2 separate regions of the Pan troglodytes genome follow, and region 1 is linked to region 2. Evidence: chromatin contacts called from public Hi-C data. All regions are on one chromosome and are shown on one strand. The core of a region is the stretch at or near the end of the contact, and the rest is flanking DNA. Distances in the headings are between cores, read along the strand shown. Region 1 has its middle 41 kb from the start of FRRS1. Region 2 overlaps CDC14A (cell division cycle 14A).

Region 1 (5,339 bases), core at 2,507-5,006, 650 kb before region 2:
AACTACTGCTCCACATAAATTAGCACACGCTGGGTCTTCTGATAGGTCAGTCTTTGCCCCTCCTTCCACCCCCAATTTTGCCTTTTCCATGTCTGTCTTAGTGCTCTAAGGATTTACCTGAGTCCCATCTTTCTATGAGGCTAATCAAAGATGCAGGAATATATCGGGAGTTCAGCCCTTCCAGTGAGTAGGATCTAAATCTAGGTTTAATATCCAAAGTGCCCTGGGCATATGTGTTTCCATAAGTATGCCAGCCTCTGTCCCTGCTTTGTTGACCCCGTTTGTGCACCTGGGCTTTAGCCTGGGCCTCCCTTCCTACTATTCTACAGAAACGTTAGAGACCTCCCATGATAACTTTTGTAGCCTGTTCTAAGCTTTTTCTCTGGGATATGAGATCCTCTTTCTCACACCTCAGTCATTGGCTGGAGTTCTCATGACCAAAAGGATTTTTTGAAACCACCATGACACCTCATCTGAATTCAAATATTGCCTCTGGTCTAAGTCTTCTACACCTCACTGAACAACGGAGGTTTCTTTGTGCTGAGATGCCAAACCAGAGGTGGAGGAGAGGTGGGGAATAAAGACTGAAGTATCAGAAGATGGCGGCATGGGCAAGTTCATACTGAGGAATAGTCTGGTTTAGGGTCAAATACTGGAGCATACTTTACTTTGGACAGCAAGTTACCCATCAAGAGCTATTTCTATAAATTGATCGATTCTGCACAGAACTACTGTATTAGTTGGTTCTCACACTGCTATGAAGAAATACCCGAGACTGGGTAATTTATAAAGGAAAGAGTTTTAATTGACTCACAGTTCCACATGGCTGGGGAAGCCTCAGGAAATTTACAATCCTGGCAGAAGGCAAAGGAAAAGCAGGCACCTTCTTCAAAGCGTGGCAGGACAGAGTGAGTGCAAGCAAGTGAAATGCCAAATGCTTATAAAACCATCGTATCTGTTGAGACTTACTCACTGTCGTGAGAACAGTATGGGTGAAACTGCCCTCATGATCCAATTACCTCCCCCAATCCCACCCTTGACACATGGGGATTATGGGGATTATGGGGACTACAAATCAAGATGAGATTTTGGGTCAGGACACAGCCAAAGCATATCAACTATCCTCCTCCCCTTACCCACTGTCTTTTTGGTCGAAATTGAACACGCTTCACAACCAAACTTGCTTCAATTATGCTAAAAGGATAACATATGAGAATTTCTCAGGATTAAATATATTTAAGTCTATAAGCCAGAGCTGGATAAATGCTGTTCTGGTTTTCAAAAAGAGTAAATTAAATTCTACAAACAACAGAGCTTAATAGCAAGCTCAAACTCTAAAATGAATAAACTCAATAATGTTTCATGAGAAAAACAAATGGTAATTACTAGGAGCAGCTTGGTCCATAAATAATCACTCTAGGTTAACCTCTTTTATATTAACCTCCTTATTAAAACTGGTTTCTCAGAAGCATGCCATTGACATAGCACAACTGTCCATCCAATACCATTTATTGAGTTTTATGTCTTTTAAAAACTCCTGGTTTTATTTTGGGATCAAGTTGAATATCTGTGATGAGAAGAATAAATCCCTTTCTCCACCCCTGCCTTTTGGCACCACTGTGATGCTCTTAGACAGGTGTTCCATGCAAATGAAACTTTTTTTTAAATTAAGAATGCAGATTATATATGCAGGCCCCATAAAACTTTCTTTGTATGAGGAGTTGAGATAGCTCCTGAAAGAGAACTTATTTTAAAGAAATCAGGCACAAGCTGATTCAGTAACAGAGCCTTGGTGGGACAGAAGGGACAATTCTGAACAAAGAATGGTGTTTGACAACTATATTTATTGCTAAAAACAGTCTCCAAGGACTTATATTGCAGTCCTAGGAAGAGGGGAATGATGTAAGTAAAACCAAAGAACTGTGTATTAATTATTGCTGTGTAACAAATTACCACACATTTAATGGCTGAAAACAGTTCACATTTACAGATGCTCCTCAACTCACAATGGGGTTACATCTCAAGAACCCCACCATAAGTTGAAAATATTGTAAGTCAAAAATGCATTAAATATATCTAACTTACCGAACATCATAGCCTAGCCTACCTTAAACATGCTTGGAACACTTACATTAGCCCACAATCAGGCCAAATCATCTGGAACCACAGTACACTATAGAGTACCAGTTTTTTACCCTTCTGATTGTGTGGCTGACTGGGAGCTGTGGCTTGCTGCCACTGCCCAGCATGGAGAGAGAATACTGTACTGTATATCACTAGCCTGTGAAAATATCAAAATTCAAAATACAGTTTCTCCTGAATACTTACGTCCTTTGTCCCATCATGAAGTCACAAAAATCATAAGTTGAACCATAGTAAGTCAAGGACTGTCTGTATAAGCTCACAGAATCTGGGCATAGCTTAACTGGGTCCTCTCCTTCAAGGTCTCTCATCAGGCTGCAATCAAGGTGTTGGCCAAGGCTGTGATCTCATCTGAAAGCTCAACCGAAGAGGATGATCTGCTTCCAAGTTCATGTGGTTGTTAGCAACATACAATTCCCTATGTTTTGTTGGACCGAGAGCCTCAATTTCTTGCAGCTGACAGCCAGCAGCCACCCTCAGTTTCTTTTCACTGAGTCTCCCTAGCATGGCTGCTTGCTTCATGCATGCAAACCCAGAAGGCGATCAAGAGAGTCTGCTAGCATGTAAATTAGTGCAACCACTATGGAGAACAGTTTGGTGGTTCCTCAAAAAACTAAAAATTGAGTTACTGTATGATCCAGCAATCCCATTGCTGGGTATACCCAAAAGAAATGAAGTCAGTATATTGAAGAGATATCTGCACCCCTATGTTTGCTGCAGCACTGTTTACAATAGCTAAGATTTGGACAACCTAAGTGTCCACCAACAGATGAATGGATAAAGAATATGTTATACATATACACAATGGAATACTATTCAGCCATAACAAGAATAAGATCCCATCACTTACTACAACACAGATGGAACCGGAGATCATTTTACTAAGTGAAATAAGCCAGGCACACAAAGACAAACACTGCATGTTCTCACTTATTTGTGTGATATAAAAATTAAAACAGTTGAACTCATGGACATAGAAAGTAAAAGAACAGTTACCAGAGGTTGGGAAGGATAGTGTGTGGGGCAGGGAGAAGGTGGGAATGGTTAATGGGTACAAGAAAATAGAAAGAATGAATAAGACCTGTTTTATCATTTACCTATTTTATCATTTATCTGTTGTGCTATCGCACAACAGAGTGACTATAGTTAATAATAACTTAATTGCACATCTTAAAATAACTCAAAGAGTGTAAATGGATTGTTTGTTACTCAAAGAATAAATGCTTGAGGGGATGGATACCCTATTCTCCATGATGTGGTTATATCACATTTCATGCCTGTAATCAAAACATCTCATGTACCCCATAAATATATACACCTACTATACCCACAAAAATTAAAAAATAAAACTAAAAAAGAGAGTCTGTTAGCAATACAAAAGTTACAATACTGTCCAGTGTAATTGCAGTGTGACATCCCATCACCTCAGCCATATTCTGTTGGTTAAAAGCTAGTCACAGGTCTCATCCACACTCCTGTGAAGGGATTACATAAGCCATAATATCAGGGACAGGGACATATGGAGCCCATTTTAGAATCTTTCTGCCTCAAACTGGTTCATCAAAAACTCTGAAAGTCACTGGAGTATCAGCAGCATGCTTTAGTAGAGTGTAACATAAGAGAAGAAGAAAGTATTTAGTAGTGGAATCTTCTCGTCAGTGTAAGAGCACAGAGAACCTAGAGGGACTTGGGAACAATCTGAGGCTGAAGGATACTAAAACAAACTAGAATTCCTTGTATTTTTGTTTCGGACCAGCCTTAAAAGGGAAACATATTAAAGTCAGTAAATGTAAATAACCACACGGTGGCAGTAGATGCCAAGAAATTTTAAGTGTTACGTGTAACTGAGGGCATGGAAGAGCAAGTTTATCTCCCTATATGGCCACCCACGTTTTCCTTTCTGTCTGACTGCTGGAAGGAAAGGGGGAGGTAACTAGAATCTTTCCACACACTCATCCCTGAAGCACTACCTATAAAGTATTACCACTGAAGAGTGAGGACATAGACAGTTCACTGTATTCCTCCCCCAATTCCTAGAAGAGTAGTAAGGGTCTTAAGGCAGGAGAATGAGACCTCCTGAAATACTTATGAAGCCTTCCCTTATCAAGTACTCACAGCCAAATATTTCAGAGTGGCGTTAATTAAAACAATGTCATACTTGGTCTGCTGTGAAGCCTGCCTAGTTCAGAGTTGATACCACTGGGGAAATCCCAGGGGAAAATAAGTGTCAAATAAAAGAAGGAATATTATTTCCACAAATGAGAGACATTAAGGATAAAGGCTTAACACCATATAGGCATGCCTCACATATATATACAGTGCATATATTCACATGTACACTGTACAGAATTCCATAGTTAGCATTACCCAGTCAGAGTGACTAGATCTGGCATTAATAAAAGAGGAGGTAACTCAACAGAATTGAGTGCTCCAAAGAAGTTGTATTACGAGAGAGGTTTTATTGTCTGAGTTTATGTATAAACCGAGAAATCTTAATAAGACCTTTTCTGATTGTCTCATATCTTCTTAATTAGTCCATATCCAAAGGGGTTAATAACTGGCACTGTTCGAATTTGTTTAATCCTGAGATATTCTACAAAGGCAGTTTGGTGTTACAAAAGTGAAAGTTCCTTATATGTTTAGGTTTTCTTTTTTTCATAGACAAGGTCTCACTATATTGCCCAGGTTGGTCTCAAACTCCTGGACTCAAGCTATCCTCCCACCTCAACCTCCCAAAGTGCTGGGATTACAGGCACGACCCTCTGTGCCCAGCTACGTTCTTTTTCTAGGTAATATAACATTCCCTTTTGCTAATAGATGGGCCAAAGAGTTTGAAAGTGCCTCATCAAATCTAAAATGGTTGTGTTTGTTTTATATAAATGACAATGGTCCAATAGTTGGCTAGTCTTGGAGGGTTGGTAAATTTCTTTCTTTTTTTTTTTTTTTCTCTGAGATAGGGTCTCACTCTGTCACACAGGATGGAGTGCAGTGGCATGAACACAGCTCCCTGTAGCCTCTATCTCCCAAGCTCAAGTGATTCTCCCACCTCAGCCCCACAAGTAGCTGGGACCACAGGTGCAATCCTCCCACCTCAGTCCCCCAAGTAGCTGGGACTACAGGCATGCGCCACCAAGCCCAGCTAATTTTTGTATTTTTGTAGAGACCAAGTTCCACCATGTTGCCCAGGCTGGTCTCCA
Region 2 (5,161 bases), core at 867-3,366:
TTAACTAAAAAAAATTTATATTTTAATTGATAAAAATTATATATTTATGGTGTACAACAAGTTTTGAAATATGTATACATCGTAGAATGGTTAAGTCAAGTCTTACTTAAGTATTCACATATTTATCATTTTTTGTGGTGAGAAGACTTAAATTTTACTTTCTAAATGACTTTAAAGTATATAATACATTGTTATTATAGTCACCATGTTGTACAATAGATCTCTGGGACATACTCCTTTCTAACTGAAATTTTGTTTTCTTTGACCAATATCCTCCCAGCACCCCCTCTTTTAGTTTCTTAATCTGTTAAATGGAATTAGCCATACTTAAGAGATGGTTTTGAGAATTTGAAATGATACACAATTGTGACTTGTACATAGTAGGTGCTTAATAATTGCTTCTGGGGAGCATTGTACTACAAATTAAAACTATACATATGGCAAAAAAGCTTCAGCTGTAGTTGAAAACTATTTGTCAAGTAGAGAATAAAGCTCAAGAGAGAATAAAGTCACCAAGAACCATTCTAGGTCTGTTATGCACATTTGATTACCTCAAGAATGCTTTTGTTTTGGGAGTGGGAAGAGTATGCTCCCAGGATTCGAATCAAGAGGTTGAGATTTTGAACTTTAGTGATGTATTTTCAGTACTTACAGAAGTTTTCTTTTTAACCTCCTGTGGTGCTTACAGTTATGCAGATTGATGCTTTTAGGAGCTTGCTGTGACCTCTTCTCTCACACAACACACTTTCCTCCCAAGCTTTGTTGAGATTTATACACTTCATTGTTGAGAGTTTTGTATTTCTGGGTTGTGGAAGATGAAATGCATGCCTTTTGCTTACTGCTCCTTTGTTCCTTTAGGTTATCCTCTTCACGCCCCTGAAGCCTACTTTCCTTATTTCAAAAAGCATAATGTGACTGCAGTTGTGAGGCTAAACAAAAAGATTTATGAGGCAAAGCGCTTCACAGACGCTGGCTTCGAGCACTATGACCTCTTCTTCATAGATGGCAGCACACCCAGTGACAACATCGTGCGAAGGTTCCTGAACATCTGTGAGAACACCGAAGGGGCCATCGCCGTTCACTGCAAAGGTGTGTGCAAGGCCTCGGTGGTGGTGGCTGTGCTTATCGAAGGGGCGGGCCAAGGAAGAGCAAATAACATAAAACAAAACCTGTTTAGTGTCTTAGAAAAACAATGAAGTTTTAAATTTCAGACAACTGGGACACAAACTCATTTTAATAACCCCTTCTTAAAGAAACGATTGCTTGGGTGTGGACAATTGGTGGTGGTGTGGCTTTCTTGATATGCCAGTTTTTCAGACCTTACCTTTCCAGGCCCACGTGCCACAATGAGGGGAAATACAGTAGCCGTGTCTTTAGGCTGCAGGAACACCTTTAAACAGGTAAAATTCTCAAGAGACAAGGGTTGTTAGTTTTCTTCTCTCCTTTGTTTTTTTTTCAGAATTGCCCATCTCTTCTCCATCCTCTTGCACTGTCGTGGTTCTGTTTTATGACCCAGTTATCTGGACCCCCATTCCAGTCTCTGCTTTTCCCTCCCCTGCTAGTCTTTGGCTTCATGGAGCAGAGCGTCTTCCATGCCTGTTGCTAGGGGCAATCCGCTAGCTTACAATGCTGCTGATGTGATGCTGCCTCATGGAATAAACTTAAAGAGTTGGTTTTGCAAATCTCTGATCTCTGGGGGTGGATACTTTGGGGCAGGAATTGTTCAGACTATAGAAGGTTTAGGATTGCCAGATTTAGCAAATAAAAATACAGGCTGCCTAATTAAATTTGAATGTTAGATAAACAATGAATACTTTTAAAACAAAAAGTATAAATATGTCCCAAATATTGCAGGGAACATGCATTCTGTATTTTATCTGGCAACCCCATGTCAGCTACTCAGAAAATATGACATACCATTTGCTCTAAGCTTGGCTGTTTGACTTCGAGGAGGCTTAAAATCCACTCCATTCCGAACTTTCGGTATGGATAATACTGGAAATATTCCAGATATTTTACTGGGTCTTTGATTTCAGCGAGGAGAAATCACTAGGGCCACCCTGGGCTGGAGCCTCGAGTTCCTCACGCGCAGCTCCTCCTAGTGTCGCTGGGTGGTGCTGTGCTCATGGTTTTGGGTCTAGACCCGGTTTCCCTCTCATTTTATGCTAATCATCTAGTAGGTGTTGGGGAGGGTACTGTTCTTTTCATGTGCCTAGTGCTGCTGTAACTGACTTATTCAGACGAGTATGGCTTTGGTTCTGACAGAAATTAAAATGCCGTTTTGTAGGCCCTTGTTTCTATGTTTAAGATTTGAGTAGGTGGAGGTACTTTGTGAACATGTGAGCAGAAATGGGAAGCTGCGGTTTCCCAGAGACCCAGAGAGATGGAAATGAGCAGCACGTGGCCCGGGTTTGGAGCAGGGCTCCCCATGCCAGGCTCCCTCCTCCTGGGTGGACAGAGCTCTCCCTCCCCACCCTCCCCATTAGCTAGCAGGATGGGCCCTGGCTTTGTGGGATATCTTGTCTCTGGCGTGGAGTCTGTTAGGAAGGTGTCACTTGCTGGCTCATTTGTGGGTGCTGCTTTCAGGCCACAGTGGGGTGCCAGTGTGTTGGCTTGTCCCCATGTGATTCATTTGCACCCTGTTTGCTTTTCCATTGCGTTTTGTTCAGTATTGCCCAGGTCCAAGAAAAAGCCCACATGTCACGTATTTTAAACAGCAGTAGAACTTGAGAGCTAATGGGAACGTTTGTATCAACGTTTAGCAGGAGATAATCCTATCTTCTCTTTCAAACTTTAGTTTTGTGCCATAAAAATTGTATTTTTTCCTGAGATTAATTTGGCCTTATTTCTTAGTTCAAGTAGTTTTATTATTACTACGTCGTAGAGTTTATCTGTGGATTAGCCATCCATATCTTGGATTGACACATTCAAAGGAGAAGAACTGCAAAGCTTTCATTAAAACTCAGTGTGTTTCTTGATAGTATTTCTCACCTGAGAGACCTTGTGCAAAGAAAACTCTCTGGTGTTAAACATTCTTATTACAGATATTTTCTCTATATTCTTGACCTGTGAATGTTTACCTTTTAAAAAATATATGTATTTATTTTATATTGCAGATTTCTTTTCTTTTCTTTTCTTTTTTTTTTTTTTGAGACAAAGAGTCTCGCTCTGTCACCCAGGCTGGAGTGCAATGGCACAATCTCGGCTCACTGCAGCCTCTGCCTCCCAGGTTCAATCAATTCTCCTGCCTCAGCCTCCCAAGTATCTGGAATTACAGGTGCCCGCCACCACTCTTGGCTAATTTTTTATATTTTTAGTAGAGATGGGGTTCTGCTGGCCAGAACTGGTCTTGAACTCCTGACCTCAGGAGAATGTTGGCCAGGCTGGTCTTGAACTCCTGACCTCAGGTCATCCACTTGCCTCAGCCTCCCAAAGTGCTGGGATTACAGGTGTGAGCCACCGTACCCAGTCTGTATTGTAGATGTTTTTATTTTAAATCAGAACCTTTAACATTGAAGTCAGTTCTTGTATAGGATAGTCACATTTACATGTGGTAATATCTTTTTGAGATTGTTATTTCATTTTCTTCCACTTGCACACACACATAGGATTCTTTTATAAGGATTACACCTTTGGTTTAATTACAGCTGTATTGCTTTTCACAGCATACTTATCTACTATAGGCTTATTAATTATTTTGACATCTGCCCTAATTAAGTCAGCTTAATTTTCTGGGAATTCAAGCAGCACTCAGTCTTTTAATTGAACTAAAAGAAGGAAGGAGAAAGAATCTTATCCTATGTCAAATGAACTTTGGTGGCTACTGAAAAGGGAATGAATATGTCATGCCTCAACGTAAAGTATTTTATACAGAGATAAACTAGAAACCAATTTGCTGGGGATTACATTTCAATATCTGCATTTCACTTTGTGGTTGATAAAAGAGATGGCTATGAATTCTTGAAATCCTCTACCACAAATAATAATCTAAAATACAGCAACGTTGTGATATTCCAGTATGTGATTATTGATGTTCTATAGGGCTTTCAGAAAATGCCTGGAACTATAAAGCAATTGGTGTTTGACTTGGTATAAATAGAACACTTTTCAACATCTTGTCATGCTGTGCCAGGGAGCCCTTTAATTACAAATGCTTAAAAAATTTTGTTAAAGTTTTTATAGAAACTTAGTGAAATGTTCCTATTCAGTTCAGTTGTGGTAAGAGCTCCTAACTATTGAGTGCTAAGTGCGTTCTTTTTATAGATCAAAATTATAGACTCTTTTTTAAAAGGGGGAAGCTGCTTTAGTTTCAGAGAAATTGGAAAATTTCCTGCACCTCCTTTTTGGTTGTGAGTGTGAACAGGAGCCTAAGTGAGGGAGCCATCCAGGTCTTTGCACAGTGGGGAGCAGTGAGAGAGAGTGTTGTCTCCAAAAGGAAGGCCCTTTTCTCTCCAGATAGACACCCAAATTGGTGACTTGAAGGAAGAACTCTGGAAACTCACTGGGCTCTGGCTTCTGCTCCAGGATGTCACCTGTGTTTTATCTATACGGTTGCCTATAGTCTTGCCAGGCATCTAGGGAATTAACAACGATAGGCACTGGGTGAAATAGAAGGCAAATTACGCAGAAATCTTAATCATAAAGGGAGAGCCCCACTGAGACCAAAATTAAACCTCACTCTTCGAAAGAACATTGATGTTTGATCTGGGGCAAGGATTCCTTCAGATTAAAACAGAACACACACACACACCTCATCTAATGAAACAGAATATGAATACTTCTTAAAAAGGAAGGGTTAGCCGGGAGTGGTGGCCCACGCCTGTAATCCTAGCACTTTGGGAGGCTGAGGAGGGCAGATCACCTGAGGTCAGGACTTCGAGACCAGACTGACCAACATGGAGAAACCCTGTCTCTACTAAAAATACAAAATTAGCCGGGCATGGTGGTGCATGCCTGTAATCCCAGCTACTCGGGAGGCTAAGGCAGGAGAATCGCTTGAACCTGGGAGGTGGAGGTTGTGGTGAGCCGAGATCGCACTATTGCATTCCAGCCTGGGCAACAGCAGCAAAACTCGGTCTCCAAAAAAAAAAAAAAAAAAGGAAGGGTTAATGGGAAGGAAATGTCAGGCATCTGTAGACACAAAATTGTTGTTTTAGTGGGA

The links. Hi-C and Micro-C count contacts between places; a contact is called where the count stands out from the background.
Region 1: a Hi-C map of stem cell-derived neural progenitor cells shows a contact between it and region 2, with 8 times the contacts expected there. The contact joins two enhancer-like sites. A contact is called at or near these places in 3 of 7 Hi-C or Micro-C datasets (blood, induced pluripotent stem cells and stem cell-derived neural progenitor cells) and 1 of 1 other capture datasets (stem cell-derived neural stem cells).

The regions. Positions count from the first base shown.
Region 1 is chr1:131,366,793-131,372,131 of NHGRI_mPanTro3-v2.0_pri, reverse strand. No RefSeq gene overlaps it. Among named protein-coding and RNA genes, the nearest start is that of FRRS1, 41 kb to the left of the region's middle. Within about 2 kb of position 3,756, at least 3 of the 24 cell types and tissues checked have an H3K27ac peak or open chromatin away from gene starts, as enhancers often do.
Region 2 is chr1:130,711,271-130,716,431 of NHGRI_mPanTro3-v2.0_pri, reverse strand. It overlaps CDC14A (cell division cycle 14A), which reads left to right. Exons shown (of 15, transcript NM_001280195.1): 9 at 859-1,089. Among named protein-coding and RNA genes, the nearest start is that of GPR88, 73 kb to the right of the region's middle. Within about 2 kb of position 2,116, at least 4 of the 24 cell types and tissues checked have an H3K27ac peak or open chromatin away from gene starts, as enhancers often do.